Linked DNA regions of Oryctolagus cuniculus: all the other regions are linked to region 1. A link is a contact called in public Hi-C and Micro-C data. All regions are on one chromosome and are shown on one strand. The core of a region is the stretch at or near the end of the contact, and the rest is flanking DNA. Distances in the headings are between cores, read along the strand shown.

Evidence for each region. Hi-C and Micro-C count contacts between places; a contact is called where the count stands out from the background.
Region 2: a contact with region 1 is called in a Micro-C map of ear pinna, with 5 times the contacts expected there. The contact joins the promoter of LOC103350965 here to the promoter of HLX in region 1. A contact is called at or near these places in 2 of 6 Hi-C or Micro-C datasets (ear pinna and psoas muscle).
Region 3: a Hi-C map of liver shows a contact between it and region 1, with 5 times the contacts expected there. The contact joins the enhancer-like site here to the promoter of HLX in region 1. A contact is called at or near these places in 6 of 6 Hi-C or Micro-C datasets (ear pinna, embryonic fibroblasts, liver and 3 more).
Region 4: a Hi-C map of psoas muscle shows a contact between it and region 1, with 2.4 times the contacts expected there. The contact joins the enhancer-like site here to the promoter of HLX in region 1. A contact is called at or near these places in 2 of 6 Hi-C or Micro-C datasets (psoas muscle and an unstated tissue).

Annotation. Positions count from the first base shown.
Region 1 is chr13:35,231,809-35,236,076 of mOryCun1.1, reverse strand. It overlaps HLX (H2.0 like homeobox), which reads right to left and starts at 2,559. Exons shown (of 4, transcript XM_002717391.5): 1 at 1,476-2,559; 2 at 572-754. The coding sequence starts at 2,076.
Region 2 is chr13:36,079,590-36,083,857 of mOryCun1.1, reverse strand. It overlaps LOC103350965, which reads right to left and starts at 2,284. Exons shown (of 1, transcript XM_008268402.4): 1 at 1,336-2,284. The coding sequence starts at 2,284. The coding sequence ends at 1,442. It overlaps DUSP10 (dual specificity phosphatase 10), which reads left to right and starts at 2,412. Exons shown (of 4, transcript XM_051821348.2): 1 at 2,412-2,936.
Region 3 is chr13:35,794,850-35,799,117 of mOryCun1.1, reverse strand. No RefSeq gene overlaps it. Among named protein-coding and RNA genes, the nearest start is that of DUSP10, 280 kb to the left of the region's middle. Within about 2 kb of position 2,002, at least 1 of the 8 cell types and tissues checked has an H3K27ac peak or open chromatin away from gene starts, as enhancers often do.
Region 4 is chr13:35,748,141-35,752,408 of mOryCun1.1, reverse strand. No RefSeq gene overlaps it. Among named protein-coding and RNA genes, the nearest start is that of DUSP10, 330 kb to the left of the region's middle. Within about 2 kb of position 1,943, at least 1 of the 8 cell types and tissues checked has an H3K27ac peak or open chromatin away from gene starts, as enhancers often do.

The DNA of each region.
Region 1 (4,268 bases), core at 1,310-3,809:
CCTTAGAATTGTGCAGTTCTTAAGAATGAAAACCCAGGAGGTTCGCCTATTAATTCCGAGGTAAAAGCATAAACCTAATGCGTATCCATCAGTCATGCAAAGAGTAGGCGAAAATGTCCTTGGGGCCTGGATGAGGACGAGATGACAGCCCCACTTTCTCCTCTGTGTGCGTCAGTGCGTGCTTTCTCATGCGCCCAGGGACGCAGAGAGCAAAGGGGTTTGAGGCTATCCCAAAACGCGTGAGTATTCATGAGCAACACTTTTGTTGCTGCACTTTCAAAACTCCCTCTTAGGAGAAAAGATGAGGGAAAGCTCCCCATCCGACCCCACCCCTGCCCGCCTTGGCACACATTTTCTGGGCTCCCCCATACACCCACCCCTCTCCCCAGGGAGCCATCCAAATAAGCGCTTCCCCCTACACCGCCCAGAAATCTTTCGGTTTCTCTCTTCTGACTTCGTAGCTGCCTGCCGCCCGCCCCAACTGCAGGATTGCGACACCACCGTCAGTCCTGAGATTTTTGACCGACAGTCGGTCTGACTGCTGGGCCGGAGTCGCGGACGGTTTCTGTACCTGGAAATGTGTCTTGGAATTGATGCTGAACTGAGTTTCTCGGGTTCGAGCTTAAGGGGCTCAGGATGGCGGAAGCCTCGTTAATGGGATCTAGAGACGCGAAGAACTGGCCGGCGGCGGAAGGCTGCAGGCCCGAGAGGTGCACTCCCGCGGGCCTCCCACTGGTTAGCAGGGACGTGAGATCTGGCAACGAAAGGAAAGAACCGGTTACACCTCGGGCAAATGCAAACTGTCTGGAGGGTGTGTTCCGCACCATCTCCTCGCCCTCAACTCCCTTTTCCCGAAGCAAAGTCAGGAGAAGCCCCCGGTGCACTCGCACGATAGCCTCTGGCTCCCTGAGGAGCCCTGCATAGGATTCCCATGCGTGTTCTTCATGCCCACGTCCACGCGAACAGCAGCAGGGGTCCCGCATACAGAGGCCCCCAGAATGTCACTTTTGGGGGCCCACCAGGACCTGCATAGACTGGAAGCCCCCAAGGAGCCCCTGCGCTGCTGTCTCCCCTTGGGAATTCCGAGCTGTGGTTCTGTTTACCTTCCATCCTTTGGGTGGGATTTTACTAGAAATCATATAAAAAGAAGGGAAATTGTTACCCCAAAGGGCTCTCCTGTGTGCAAACACTGGATTCGCGATCGTAGAGTGCAATCATTTTAGCAAACATTTACACCAACCATTTGCATGAGTGTTGACTCTGGGATGCGTATTTTTAAAGCCTCCCCGGAGGAGTTGTTATCTGTTCTACGTAGAGCAGGTGAGTTCTAGACCCAACGTTTCGCAGTTTTCTTACGATTCGTTTCACCGATTTGGTTCTTAATTGTGAAAACACTCCAGGGCAGCCCACTCCGGCCCGGGGTCAGGGAGAGGGCCGTGGTCACAAGGGCCTGTAGCCTCCCGCCCAACACCTACCTCTCAGCGTGTTGCCTTCCTTGACTTTTGGGTCAAACTCTGCAGACAAAATGCGGTCAATTCCAAATTTGAGGTCTTTGCTGGAGGGAGCCGGGGCCGAGCCGCTGTGGTGGGGGTTCGGGGCCCCTCGCGTGCTCGAGGCCGGGGGCTGCAGGGCGCCAGCGCGGGGTAGCGGTGGTGGCGGCGGCGGCTGGGGCTGCTGCTGTGGCGGCTGCTGCTGCGGAGGCTGCGGGTGGTGGTGGTGGTAGGCGGCGGACAGCGGGGACAGCCGCTGCGGGAAGCCGGCCGGGACCTCGGAGGGCGCCACCACCGGCGTGGGTCGAAGCGGAGATCGGGTGGCAGCTTGGAAAGAGGCGTGCGGGTGGACAGAACCCAAGTGCGCCGTGAGGGCGGCGGCTGAGGCGCCCACCAGGCCCTCGGGAGCCGCCCCCGGTTCCCCCACGCCGGCGTGCAGGATGTCTGCGATGCAGAAGGAGGGCTTCTTCCCTGCGCCGGGGTCCAGCGGGAAGGAGCAGCCTCCCGGGCCGGCTGAGGAGCAGTAAGCGGCTGACCAGAGGCTGAAGTTGGAGGCGTAGAAGGGGGCCAGCCCGGCCGCGAACATCCTGGCGGGGGCAGCCGCTCGGCGGCCGCGGTCTAGCCGGGGCCGGGCCGCGGGGTGGGCGTGCGGGAAGGGGCGCGCCGAGTCCAGCGGGAGGCAGTGGCCCGGCCAGAGGCGACCCGCTTTCGCTTCTCCGCCCGCACTGAAGAAGAGCGAGCGGCCGGGGAACCCTAGCGAGACCGAGGGAGGAGGCGCGGGCCGGTCCCCGCCTCGGCCCCTGGCCTCACTTGAAAGGGCGGCGCGGCGCCTGCTTTCCCCGCGGCCGCCGGCGAGCGAGGGGCGCGGGAGCGGCCGGGCGGGTGGGGGCCGCGGCTCCGCACACGCCGGGAGACAGGGGCCGGGCACCGAAAGAAAAACGCAAACGGCTAAGCCCTGAGAGCTAAATTTAAAACAACAACAATAATAATCCGTTAGCTTTAAAAAAAAAAAAAAGTAATAAGAGGGGGAGGGAAAAAAAAAAAAAAAACTCCTCTCTAAAAACTCCCAAAGTTTTGGCAGGAGCTTTCGAGTCAGACTCGGGGTAGGACCTCGATCCGGGCTCTCATTGGCCGTCCTCGGGACCAATGGGGGCCCGGAGTGGAGGGGAATTGGGAAAGAGGGGGCGTGGCTCGCTTTCTGGGCCACGCCCCAGCCACGCCAAAGCGTTCTCGGCGGCCCTGGGGGCTGAGCTGGGCTGTGCGCTTTCTCCCCGTGGCTCAGGGGCGGGCGGCTGCTCAGGGGGGCCGCTGATTCCTCCAGCGGCCGCGGTGCGGGACTGCCGCCGATGAGGGGAGCCGGCGGCCGCAGGAGGTTCCCGGGGAGCTCGATAGCCCGGGGGTGGTGAGCGGGTGGAGAGAGGAGCCCCTCGGGTCTCTCCCCTTTTCCTCGCCCCCGCCCGGTTTCCCTGCGCTCTGCTTTCCTCCAAGATTTCAGCGTCTTCGGCCAATCCCCCCATCTTTCCCGGATCCCTGCCCGGGAACTGTGGGCCTGATTTCCGCCGGCCCCACTCAGCCCGGCGCCCGCCGCTCTGCTTCCCAGGGAGATCCTCCGGGAAGCGAGGAGGAGGGGCGGCCGCAAATTAGTTTTCTTGTGAGCTGTCGCGCCACAGCTTGAACGAGTGGCTTCTAAAACAACTTCAGACTGATGGGCCCTAGCGTCCGTGTCCCTTGGACCCTGTTCTCCAACCCCCATCCCCGAGCCTCGGGGCACAAAAAGGGGCGCTTCCCGAAACCCGAGAGGGCGGCGCGCTCGTCCCCTGGGCGCTGCACCTTGTAGGAAATGCCGCCCGCTCTCTTCCGCCTCATCCCCGGATCACGTGGGGTCGGTTGTTGTGCTCTGGCCCACCAGGGCAGATTTCCCTGGAGGTAAATGCCACTTTGAATTCGGCGGCCGTGCCCCCTCCTGGGAGCCCCTCGGGCCTGGGCGCGGGAGAGGAGCTGCTGCAAGGCCGCCGTCTCGCAGGCGCACCTTGGGTCTGCCTGGTGGGTGTACTGGGGGATTTTCTGCAGCATCCACATCTCTATTTTAAGAATTCGTTCTCTTTTAAATTATAGGCAGGACGGGTTTCCCCAGCCCTCTCCCAAACCAACCACAGGCCACCCAGATGAGCTGTTCTTGCACATTTTCAGGAAGAAAATAAAATAACAATAATGAAACCACGTAATGTTTTGTTTTAGCTTGTCCTAATAAGCATCCCTTAACAGAACTTCTGTGGCATTTTTAATTTATCCTCGCCGCCAAGGCATCTGACCTAATATTGCCAGGAAGGGAGCCTGAACCCGCCGCGCCTGTGTCGAGTTCAGAATTGGGATGAGTTTATGGAGTGGCTTTTCTGGTGAATCGCAGGCTCGCTTGTCGCAGATTTAGTCATCTGCAGGAAAAGCATCCATAATTCATCGATCACTTCCGATGAGCCCGCGCTGGGATTACCCCCCTACCCCGGGCTGGTCTCGCTCCCTCTCCCTTCCCTTCTTCCCACACTGCAGTTTTCCTGCCCAGCTCCTCGCGGCCGGGACGCAGGTGCAGTCCGCGTCGAGGTGGAGGGGTGTGGTCGGGAAGAATAGGGGCACCTGGGGCTCCAGAGGCAGGAAAATCGGCGCTGTGTGTGGTTGGAAGGCAAAGGAGTAACCAGGACAAGGCCACTCGTGGCGCGGGCTGGACGCGTGCGGCGGGAGAGCGGCCCACAGTAACTTCACCGCGCGCGTGTGCGGGGCGGC
Region 2 (4,268 bases), core at 1,035-3,534, 850 kb before region 1:
ATCATGCTACAACACCTAGATATAAGGAGGATGCTTCATTACGGCTGAACATCAAGGTTCTTCTGGTTATTTGTATACAGATCAGACTCATAGCCACTGGCTGACTGGCATTACAAATTTCAATCTCAGGGCAGTGTTTCATATGGTGTTCTTACGTTATGACTGAAAAACAGGAACAAAATCACCCCTACGTAGTAGTAACTGAGCAAACCTCTGTATTTTTTTTTTTCTATTTGTTCTACCACTCTATAATCTGAATATAAATTATACTCTTAGAGATGCTTAATTTTAGAAAAATACTTTATTTCTGTAAATGATTTGGTGATTACTCCATGTTTTAGATTTGATAAGGAATTTTGCCATCTTTCCCAATTTTTCAGCCTGAATGGTTTAGATTCTCAGTCAACTAGATTATAATAATTCACTGGTTTGAAACTATAATAATCATCTCATTAAATGAATTACATTTCTTTTTGAAGTTACTTTCTTCTTTTGGGCCTGTGAGAAAAGCTGTTAAGAACTTTTTTGGCAATTGTATAAATCCCCACTTTGGGCTTAGATACTGAGGCATTAGCAGTGAATTCATAATTTATAGATCATAAGCACCTTGAAGTAGAGGCACCCCATTTCCTGAAGCAAGTACAATGAGTTTCTACTGAGTGCCCTTTATCAGCAGTCTTGTCTTCCCCTGAGCACTTGCGTGGGCACTTTTCCTTTTTCTTTCTGAGCTAGGGTATTACTGCTCCTGCTAAATAAACCAACCCTGGCTCTGGGTGAACACTGGGGGTCAGAATCCGGACTTAGACCTCTCAGACTTTGAGTTAACAAACACTGTTTCCCAATAGTTGCCTGCTTGCAGCATTTCAGCCCCAAATAGATTCAGGGTAGACCCTCAAGGAAGTCCTCAGATGACTGGGATTACCTACAAACCCACATTCCTGGCCTTGACCTGCTGATCCTCAAAGCTGTGAGAACCTCATGTGTTATCAAGGGCCTGAATGCATGCAGTGGGCCTACCCAGTTTTTTCCTATTTAAAACACTCAGAGGCACTTGATGCTTGTTCAAACTTTAGTGTGAGAAGTTGGACTGTGTATGGGCCTGCACTTATGCAGAGGTGTCCAGGGGGATTTCTTCCAACAGCTCAGTGGGCACAGTTGGCCAGCTAGTCATGGCTTGACCCCTCCTGGTTTCAGACCCACATTGCAAGCAATTATATAAATATGCCCTACCACTTAGTCTATTTGTTAGGCCTGGAGACTGAAGCCTTTCTCTAAATACCTCCAATCAGTTAATGAAGAGACAGAGAGGGGGAGAAAAAAAAAATCACAGCCATCTATTTCCATAGTGTTCATCCTGTTTTACTGCATCGTCATTATTTCGCTTTGTGCCCCCTCCTCCCTGAGACAGGGGTGCAGGGGAGGGAGAAAAAGCTCTCTTTCTTCAGGATTCTTTGTTGTAATATCTCCACAGTTCATCTGGGTTTTTCCAATCCGTTTTGTTTTCCAGGGCAACTTTCCTGAAATTCTCCTGGCATTTTCCTGAGGCGGCGACCAGCAGCTTGCCCCGGCCCCGACTCGTGTCCCCTGCGCACCGGCAGGGGACCCTTCTGCCGGCCCAAGTCGGGGGCACGGCGAGCGGCGGCGCGGGCTCCTCGGCGCTCCTCCGGCTCCGTGCAGCCAGGCTGTGGACGCTGGGCTCCGGCTCTTTGCCGCCCGCGGCCGCTGTTCCAGAAGCGCCGGGCTGGCGGTCCTCCGCTCGCCGGGGACCGTGCTGGGTGGAGGGGCGGCGGCCGAGGCCAGCACGGCAGGCGGGCTGCGGAGACCCGACGCGCCGCGGGGGAGACGGGGTGGGCGCCCACTGGGGCGAGGTTCTGGGGCCCTGGGCGGTGCGCTGCGGGGCGCGGGGCGCCGGGCCCAGGGGAACCGCAGCGGTGCAGCGGCTCAGCGCCCGACCGCGGTCGTAGCGGACGTGGCCCCAGGCCTCTGCCTCCTCCGAGCAGCCCTCCGCCGCGCCACCTGTGAGCTCAGGGTCGAGCCCGGGGGCCCAGGCAGGCGACGGCGGGGGCGTGACCGGGTCGCGGATACCGGAGAACAAGAAGGAGGCGCGCTGCCGCTGCGCGGGGTACCAGTGGGGCCGCCGGTGGGGCAGCGACATCTGCGGGCCGCCCGGAGGAGGAGGGGCCGAGTGGCCGCCGGCCCGCGGCGGCTCCGGAGTCGGGGCCCTCGGTGCGTGGCCCAGGGCGGGCGGGGAGGGGGCGCCGCTCGCGGGCGGGCTCCGAGGCATCCCAGGGGGGGAGTCTTGGCAAAAGTGGGCGAATCCCGGGGAGGGTCTGTCAGGTCACAGCTCTCCCAGGTGGAGCCGGAGGTTGTCCGTGGTCCCCGGCCTTCAGAAAGTTACTCCGGCACTTTGGGCCGTCAGTCCAAAGGAGGGAGGAGAGATGAGGAGGCCGCGCGGCGGGTCTCAGGGCGAGGGGCGTGTGGACGGAGGATCCGGTCGAGGAGGGAAGAGCCTGGTTTAGCCCGAGCCGCCCATTGACAATTCAGCCCCGGAAAGGGTTAAGGCGGCGGGCCGCGCCGGCTTACATGTAAATAGAGAGCAGCTGCTCCGCGCGGGCCCCGGCTGGCTCTTTTAAGTTTTTGATTGGTTGCCAATGACATCACCGCCCGTGTTCTAACACAGAGGACCTGGAGCCGCGTCGGATAAACCCGCCCTGACGAGGCGAGGCCACGCCCACAGCTCCGCCCCCCTCGGCCGCCCATTGGCCGCGGGCCTCTATGAGGTAGCGGTCGGTTTTCTCCGGATTCCTACTGGCCCAATGCGCCGTCGGTCGCAGGCCAGCCCGCCCCCTCAGAATCTTACATTTACAGTGTAGCAAAAGAGAAAGTAACTATGTTGCTGCTGGAGATCAATGAAGCCAAGTGAATGGGGGCTGAAGGTGCGAGTCCTTAGCTGAAACCGAGCGCCGGGGGGTGGAAGGCTACACTTATTGATGAAGTAAGTGGAAGTCGCCGGGGCCACTCTGGAGAGCCCGGGAGTGGAGGTGCGTGTCTGTGCGTGTGTGTGTGAGTGTGTGTGTGTGCGTGAGAGAGGGGAGAGGGAGGCGCGATGCTGACCGAGGAGCCCCAGCAGGTACGCTTCCGAGCTTGGGGCTCCTGGCCCCGCTGCCCGGTGCGATTACTCGCCCTGCAGCCTACTCGAGTCGGGGGGCGAAGCAAAAGCGAGGTTTGTTGGGATGCTTTGCGGCAGTTCTACTAAATGCCCGGGGCTTCTCCACGCGCCGTGCGGCGGCGAGGAGGGGGCCACGTTCCGTGCCCTCGGAGCGGGCAAGGAGCACGGGCTAATCACTTAGTTTTTCTTTCCAGCCCCTGCCTAGCGGCGGAAGGGCGGCTGGCCAGGGCAGGGGGGCTCAGTTCGAGGTTTCTCCGGGAGGTTTCCTGGGCCAGACTGGATGGTTTCACGCGCAGCACAGACGCCCGACCGTCTGCTGCAGGGCTGCAGATCTGTCCGCACGCCCGGTGCGTGTGTGCGGGCCGCGCACCCCGTGTGGAGGCGGGGGTCCCGGCGCGCGAGCCTGCGGAAGCGCTGGCGCGCCCCTCTCGGAGGAAGCAGACTGTGGATCCTGGACGTGCCCCACCAGGTAACACAATAGCAAAGACTTCGGCTGCTTGGTCCCGCTGGGACACAGTTACAGCTTTTAGAATATGGAATAGTACTCGCTCCTCCAAAAAAAAAAAAAAAAAAATACTACGCATACGCAAGGGAGCAGTGTGTGTGAGAGAGCGACACCCGAGTCAGTGGGGACCTGCGGACCTGGTGGTGGGTGCATGCCCCTATGTGCGCGCGTGTGTGTGCGGATTCCGCCTGTGAACACTTTGGCTCTGTGTCAGAGAATGGTGACGATCGTGTGTAGACGGATGATAGATGACATTTTTCCCGGACAGCTCTTGAAGTTCGTTTGGGTGAGCGGCTCTTGCTCGGGGTTTGGTTTCTTTGCTGTGTGCATGTCTGATAGAGGAGTCAGTGGGGTCGAGTTGTAGGGTGTCCCTGAGCCCACAGGTAGGAAGGGACCATTCCTGTTCAGGTGGTCTCTGAAGACATCAGGGGTAGACTCCTGGTCTCCACTTCCCTGCCTCCCTTCAACAGGGACACGCTAAAAGGGAAGTCTTTATCCCATCCTTACTCTCCAAGGGGCAGATATCTGTATGGGATTAAAATCCTATACAAAGCAGCTGCTACCCACTGAGAAAAGCTCCAGGATGCATAGCAG
Region 3 (4,268 bases), core at 753-3,252, 560 kb before region 1:
TTACCAGTGTCTTATCGTGTCTGGAGGATTACACACAGGATCTTGAACACTTGCAACAACAACCCTGCAAAGCATAGTTGTTATTTTTATTTTGTAGATGAGGAAGCTGAGATTCAGAGTATATAAGGGAATGAAGCAGGATTTGAAGCCTGATATTTTCTTCTTATACCCTTTTGCCAATTTTTGAACGGTAGTAAAATATTCATGGCATAGTATTTATCAAATGGACATTTTTATGTGTACAATTTGGTGGCATTAATTACATTAATAATGTTATGAGCCCATAACACCATCCACTTATCATCTTGTAAAACTAAAAGTCTAAATCCATTACATAATAACTTCCCTTTCTTTCTTCTTCCCAGAAACACCATTCCAGTTTCTGTGTCTATGATTTTAACTCTAACTATGTCATATAAGAAAAATTACACAGCATTTGTCTGTTCATGATGGCTCATTTCACTTAGCATAACATCCTCAAGGCTCACCCATGTTGCAGTCCACTGCAGAATTCCGTTCCTTTTAAGGCTGGAAGACATTCCATGTATGTATATAACACATTTTGCTTATTCAATCATCCTTCCATGGACACTTGGGCTGTTTCATAGCTTAGCTATTATGAACAGTCATACTAAGACCAGGGCTGCACACTTCTCTCTTCCAGATCATATTTTCAATCTCTTTGGGGACGTACCCAGGGATTCCACTTTCACTGCCCTTTCCCATGTGACTCAAGGTCCTCAAATGGACCTTTACGTCCTTGTCTTTGAGCTTCTTTCCTTTTCAGGCCCAGTCTGCCTATCTTGTCCTGTTTTGGTTCTCTGCTTGTTGAACCCTGTTCACTTAGCAAGGCTCTACTATATATACCTCACTCAATGCCTCGCGTGTAGTAGGTACTCCAGAACCAGCAAATGATTGGATACATGTTCATTGTATCTCTGCTAAAACATCTCGAGGTGGCAGGAGGCAGAAATAAAGTTTTATTGCCCATATGGTCTATACACAGTAGACAATTTAGAAAACTCTCATTAAATAAATGAAGTCCCCATATCTCCCGGGACAAAGAGTCCACAGGGCTATGTACCTCTGAGAGTGTCCAAGACCCCATGTCAGAAATAGATGTTTAGGCAGCAAGAACACATGGTCGCAGGAGACTGAAAGCACACTGGAAAATTTTGCTACTTGGGCCCATTCCAATTTGGCAAAAACAGGCTTACTGCTTTCTCTCTGGAGTGCTTTCTCCCAACATCACTTATTAATGCTAATTAGTCAAGGGTGTGCCGTGATGCAGAACACTTGTGACCTGAACAGATTAGAGAGAGAGAGACTGTCATTTCTCAAAAGACCCCAGCAGAGCAACAAGAGCAGAGCCAGGGAAAGGAGAGGAGGGGAAGAGGGACTTCCCTCCAAAGAATCAGACTGCAGTGAGTGCAAGTACAAATAAATCCACATATAAAACAACTGTGCAAAGGCTAGGGGTATTTTCACAGCTGGGTCTCTTTGCCTAAAATACTTAGCACTTACTTTAGAAAACTCCCTTCTAAACAGAAATGGTCTGACTGATCACAGAAGCTGAACCCTGGTGGAACTCTGACTTTGAACTTCACTTGTGCCCAGATGGAAATAAAAATAATGACTTTTTAAAAGCAAAGACCTTAATCATTATGAATTCACACCAAGCTGTGGTGGGTGATCTTTGTCCGGTAGAAAGGAAATTGAGGCAGGGCTCACTTTCGGGGACTGGATTCATAATGGTCAGTGTATTTATATCCAGATGAGGACCCGGGATTTAGAACACTTTCCCCTGGAAAACACCAACTCTGTCTGTTTCCATGGCACCGCAAACACCCACTTGAACAACTGCCCAGTGGTTTGTCATATCAGGATGAGTGGTCTACTCAGAGGATCTGCATGCACATTCCTGGCATTTATTTCCTGAAGGTACTGGGAGGGCATACCATGGTTTTTGGTTTCAAAGACAACACCACAGGACGTGACTAATCACAGTGACTCACATGAGGGACTTTCCCTTGGGGAGTGCCACCAACCAGCATGAGGAGGGGCTATGCACATGTCAATGAAAGTGCGTGATTCCTCTCCAAATGGCTATGACCATGTTGTACTAATGAATATGCCAGCTAAATAAAAGCTACATGGGAAAGCCCTGCAATGATTAAAATATTGCTTCTGATGTCATCTTTTATTCATCTATTCAATAAATAAGTGATGGGCTCCTACGCATTACAGTACTCTTCACTGTAATATATAAAGGAAATGAGCATGGGCCACATTTCAATAAACCTACAATCCAGAACACACCATTTCCTTTAATGAAATTTTTTAATTAATACTTTACAGTTGAAGTAAAAGTATTCAAAATTACTCCCCCACTCCCCCCTAAAAATTCTTGTCAGAAAACAGTAAACCCCCACGATTTCTTGGTTAAGTGAATATTCTTCTGCCGATAGCCCCCACTGGCCAATGATTTGTTATCCCTTGAATTTCTGTGGCGTGAATCTTCTCTCCACCTCTCTCTCTCTCTCTCTCTCTCTCCCTCTCTCTCTCTCTCTCTCTCTCTCTCTCTCCTTCCCAGGTAGAAAGCCCTGAGGGTCAGAGTGTCAGGGTTTCCTCCTCTGTTGTACACACAATACCTCATACATGCCTCACATCGCCTAGTCTTAGAGCAATGTTAGTTAAAGAAAGAGGACATCAAACAAAAAAGAGGCTGACAACAAAAGTGTGAACATAAAAGCCTAACATGAATGTATTGACTTTGGAAAAACAAATTATTTTGGGGGCTGGCGCTGTGGCATAGTAGGTTAAATGTCTGTCTGTGGTGCTGGCATCCCGTATGGGCGCCTGTTTCATTCCAGCGGGCTCCACTCTGATTCAGCTCTCTGCTGAGGGCCTGGGAAAGCAGTTGAGGTCGGCCCAAGTGCTTGGGGCCCTGTACCTGTGCAGGAGACCCAGAAGAGGCTCCTGGTTCCTGGTGTCAGATCAGCCCAGCCCTGGCTGTTATGTCCATTTGGAGAGTGAACCAGAGGATGGAAGATGTCTTTGTCTCTCTTTCTCTCTTTGTAACTCTGCCTCTCAAGTAAATAAATAAATCTTAGTAAAAAAATTATTTTCAAAATTATCAGAGTAAAACTGATTTTTTTCTTTGAAGTGTAGTTCTGTGGATTTCAACATGTATAGATTTGTGTAATCACCAGCATAGTCAGAAAGCAGAGTAGGTCTAACAGTCTCTATACCACCCTTCCACAGCTACACACTCTCTCCACCCATGATCCTTGGCAATTGCTGTTCACCATCAATATGCTTTTGTCTGTTGAGACTTGGTTCTGTCGCTCAGCATAACAGCTGAGATTCACCCACGCTGGTTTTCTGTTGTTATTGACTAGTGTTCTATCATATGCTATACCACAATTTGTTTACCCTTCCACTTGTTGAAGGGAATTTGAATTGTCTCCAATTCAGAATTACTACAAATAAATCTGCTTGGAACATTTTTGTATCAGTTTTCACGTGAACATACACTTTCATTTCCTAGAGTAAATACCCAGGAGTGGGCCCCCAGGTCATTTAATAGGTGTTATGTTTAACTTTATAAAGAAACTGCCAAACTATTTCTCAAAGTGGCTGTACCATTTTCCAACCCCAGAAGCAATGCCTGTGAGTTCCAGTCCTCTGCATCCTTGCCAGCACTCAGTGTTGTCAGCATTTGTTTTTAATTTTAGACGGTGTAATAGGTAGGTAGTTGCATCACATTAGGGTTTAAATTTGGTATCCTGAATGGCTGATGGTGTCAAACATCTTTGCTTCTCCACTCTATCTTTTTCGGTGATGTAACTGCCTAAGTCCTCTCCATATTTTTCATTAGGTTGTTGGAGTCTGCCTTGCTGAGTTCTGAGAGTTCATTTCATATTCTAGATATCAGGTTAACAGCTGAAGATGCAATCTGAAAATACTTTCTCTGTGGCCTTTCTAATCTCTTGACAACAATTTAGTTTTTTAAAAACTCCATTTATTCTCTGATGAATACTGCTTTGGGTATCATTTCTAAATCTTTTCCTAAACATGAGATCATGAAGCTTGTCTCCTGTGTTGTCTTCTAAACGACCCACAGTTTCATGCAAATATACTGCCTTTTGAGGAGCAAAGGGAGATGTTGAAGTTCACCCTACTGACTAGGGAGTCATAGCAGACTTCAAGACAGTACTGCCTCCATGTGCATGCCTCCTTCTTCATATACAGGCAGGATTACAATC
Region 4 (4,268 bases), core at 694-3,193, 520 kb before region 1:
GCCAATTTAATTTCCTTTGGGTAAATTCCAAGGAGTTGGATGGCTGGGTTGAATGGTAGGGTTATATTCAGGTTTCTGAGGAATCTCCAGACTGACTTCCATAGTGGCTTAACCAGTTTGCATTCCCACCAACAGTGGGTTAGTGTCCCTTTTCCCCCACATCCTCTCCAGCATCTATTGTTGGTGGATTTCTGAATGTGAGCCATTCTAACCGGGGTGAGGTGAAACCTCATTGTGGTTTTGATTTGCATTTCCCTGATTGCTTGTGATCCTGAACATTTTTTCATGTGTCTGTTGGCCATTTGGATTTCCTCTTTTGAAAAATGTCTATTGAGGTCCTTGGCCCATCTCTTAAGTGGGTTGTTTGTTTTGATGTTGTGGAGTTTCTTGATCTCTGTAGATTCTTAAACACCAATATTTTATATTCTCTACACTATGTTATACCAAAATAAGTTCATATATTCAAATTATATTTTCCATTAACTTTGATAAATTAAAGATGCATATTCTAAATCATAAGAAATTACTTAAAGCAACAGTAAGAGTTATGGAACTGAGTAAAAAAAAAAAAACAGATAAAATGGAATTCATGGGAAATGTCCAATTCATAAAAATAAGAGAAAAAAGGAAAACAAAGAATGAATATAAAATAAATAGCAAGATGGTAGCTATAAACCTAACTACATAATTAATCACATTAAGTATAAATGGTCTAAATTTTTCAGTTAACAGCCAGAGATTGCGAAATTATATTAAAAAAATAGTACTTGAGAACATGCTTTTGTCTGTCTCTGTCATACACACACACCATCTGGGACACTTTCCTCAGAAACCTTGGCTTTTGCCTTGACCTTTCAATTTGCAGAGATTCAAAAACTGACTTTTACAAAGGCAGTTCTATTGCTAAGTAGAATTCTACCAGCCATGACAATAATCAGTTTTCCCATCCTTAAAGAGAAGAAATTGGCACAAATGAGGAAGATAAAGAAGGAAATCTTTATTCTGGAGATTTTAGCTGGGGGTCCACCATGGCACTTAAAGTATGACAGGAGGAACATCTATGCCAGATTCAGAGCATGTTTCAGTTATCAGTACAGAAATGGACTGCTCCAAACACACTCCGTGAAAACAAGACATTTATTTGCTTAATTTTCTGTGGATCAACAATTCAGGCAAAGCATAGTGAGAGTAACTCATCTCAGGAGAGCTGGCTGGGACAGTTTTGCAGCAATTATGTGGCTGAGACCTAAGCTCTCACAGTCCTCTGGCTTTCTTGGCTTCTCTTCAGGTGGTCCCCCCTTGAGCTTGCTTGGGATTCTTTACAACGTGGTGGTTTCCAAGGAACTAAATTCATATGCCAGGTGGATTTTTCAGAGATAGGATGTGACACATGCCAGATCACTTTTTGGTCAGACCATCCATTCTGATCCATAGAAAGTCATAATAGGAGGGCAAAGAGACTCCACCTCTTGCAAAATGGAGAAAGACTTTGGTTAGACACCTTCAATTACAAAGGAAGAATTCCCTGTTGGGAATCAGGGGGATACTTTCTTTCCAACTTGCATTCAGGCTCTCAAACTTAAATATTTAAACTTTGCATTCTTTAGTAGGTTCAATGAACATTTTGCTTTCCCTGATCCTGGACTACTGGTAAATATCAACTCACAAGTATTGCAATATGTTATTCTTATTCTCTGCAGCATAGGGTTGTCTTTGGTGATCGGTATCCCAGTATAGCACACTGGATACTGAAAATCTGTTGTGCGCTTGTTTACTTTTTGGCCACTGTTCTATTGGAAAGTCTCCTCAAGATAGTGGACAGCACCAAGGATTCCACCATTAAAAAATCTACGTAGAGTTCTCATTGTTCTCTTTAAATGTCCAAGCTGTTTCTACAGGTCTGATAGCTGCCAACCAGGATGAGGAATAGGAGCTCCATAGGCGGGTGTTTTCCCCTGCTTATTGTACTTTACAGGACATAACAAAGGCTCTAGCCAGCTGGTGTGTGGTGTAGGGCAAGATGCTCAGAAATCCTTCTTTTGGCCTATTATGAGATTCTGAGAAAGGAAGCTCAGGCAAGATCAATACATCCTCTGTGTGGACGTCAAATGCCTGGTGACGTTGGTTCTTCAGGGCTGTTTTTAGTGAGGATATTCCAGTCTTATGAACTTGACATGAAGTTGGCTGGGTGCCCTGACAGAATGCAATGTAGGCATAATTTGATCTTCCTGTAATTGTCTATCTAACTTGGCAATCCAGACTGATTTTTTCCTGTGAAGTGAGCCCAGAACGTCACTAGGACAGTGGTTAGGTTAATTAATGAGGCATAATAATGTGCATAATAAAGGCTTATGATCTGAGTTCCCTTCCCGATTTTTCCTCTCTCCTTCCCACAGAGAGCTGCTGGTCTCACTGGAATCTGCAAGTCACATTTTGTTAAAGGAGGCTCTTTTTGTAAACAACAGCAAGGGGAAAATAACTTGAGAACCATCTGTTTGATTGAGTCCTTGACATTTTTTTTCCCATTTCCCCCCATTGCATGTTAAAGGAAGTAAATAGGGAAAAAAATTCTAATTATATTGCTGTTTACTGATTACAGGATAACTTTTATTGTATTTATTTTAAATACCCTTCTGATCCACACCCAAAGCCTTAATCATCTTTTTTGCTTTCTACTTCTTCCGTCTCCCTTGTCTTTTTCTTCTTTGTATTTACATTTAAATCTGATCTATTCTCAAGATTATCCAAATCCATGCAGCCCAATGCATAAAGGATACCTATGAAGATAGCCACTTGATTTGATATCAATAGTTAATTTAGGGAAAACATGTTTTCACAGGTGCCAATGACAAGACCGATGGACACAGGACATAAGCTATATTGTCAAGCCTTAGCAATTTCACCTGGTATGGCTGAGTTTGGATAAATCATTAAATATTTTTTCCTAATCCAAAAAATATGAATTCGATAAGCTCAGTTCTACAAGTTGTTAGTATCAACCACACATGCAGTAAGCTTCTGAGCAAGACCTGGACATGGTAAGAAAAATATCAGCTTTGCCCATCACAGGTAGAGAAAGCGCTCTGTATGTTAGAGAACATAGTCTGAGTCTGAAGTTTTATTGACCTTATTACTACAGTCAGCCTCTTCATGACCTCAGGGGACATTTGGTTACCCTTTCAGTTGGGGTTGAAAGAACAAATAATATTATAGCAGGCAAAGCTTGCTTTGGCATTTCTATGCTTACATATTGATCAGAGATAAGAAACATTATCTCCATATTAGGATCGCTAATTTATGCTATTTTGCCAAATGAGTACTATTTAGCACTAACTTACTGCAGCTGAAAATTTTGTTTCCACAACTCTAAAATTTTTTAAAACAGTGTCATTCTTAATCAAAGTCAAATTTTGTCTCAAATAACTTTTGTTTGGGAAAAAAAAAGTATGAAACACTGTGATGCCTGGCACATAATGCTACATGCTTGTGTTTGACTCATTACTGCCAGGAGTTGGGAAGTCAAACTCTTACTAAGAACAAAAGGTTTGGATTGAAAGGGTGCATTCCACATGAGTCACAGATGATGAAGTCACAATGCAACTCCTAGTCTGACTAACTTCTTAGAACCTAGGCATATCAGGAAACAACAACATTCATCAAAGGAAAGAATTATGTCCTGCTCCTGAACGTCATCAATGAAGTCACTTCCACACGCGTGGATCGTAACACTATTATCTTAGTTATCCTCTCATTATTTGATTTCAAACTGTGGGGGAGTAAAGTCAAATGTTTATATTGCTTCCCAACAACCTCTTAGAAATACCTTTTGACACATAATACCTTTAAATCAAAGTTAACTGAAAAGAATTTTAAGAATTAGTCATAGATATTATTGACAGAGAAGAAAAAGTACAATCAATAAAATATTACTGGAATATTACAAAGTTAGAGATTAGGACCACAGTTCTAACCCAAGGGAAATGGGTACAAATATCCTAACAAACACAGGGCCTATCTTCTAAGAATTTACAATGCTAGACACCAGCAATCTGCATAAACATATGAACAGTCCCAAGATTAAGACAAGAAACATGGCTGAAATCATTAGGACAAAAGTCAGTAATGATGTGTATAAGACAAAGAAAATAAAGGAATAAGTAAGGAAGGGAAGGAAGGAAGGAAGTCATAAGAGTAAATAGAGTTGGAATTGTGAATGTTTAAGGGAATTTCATAAGGAATTAGGGATACATCAACTTCCAATTACTGAA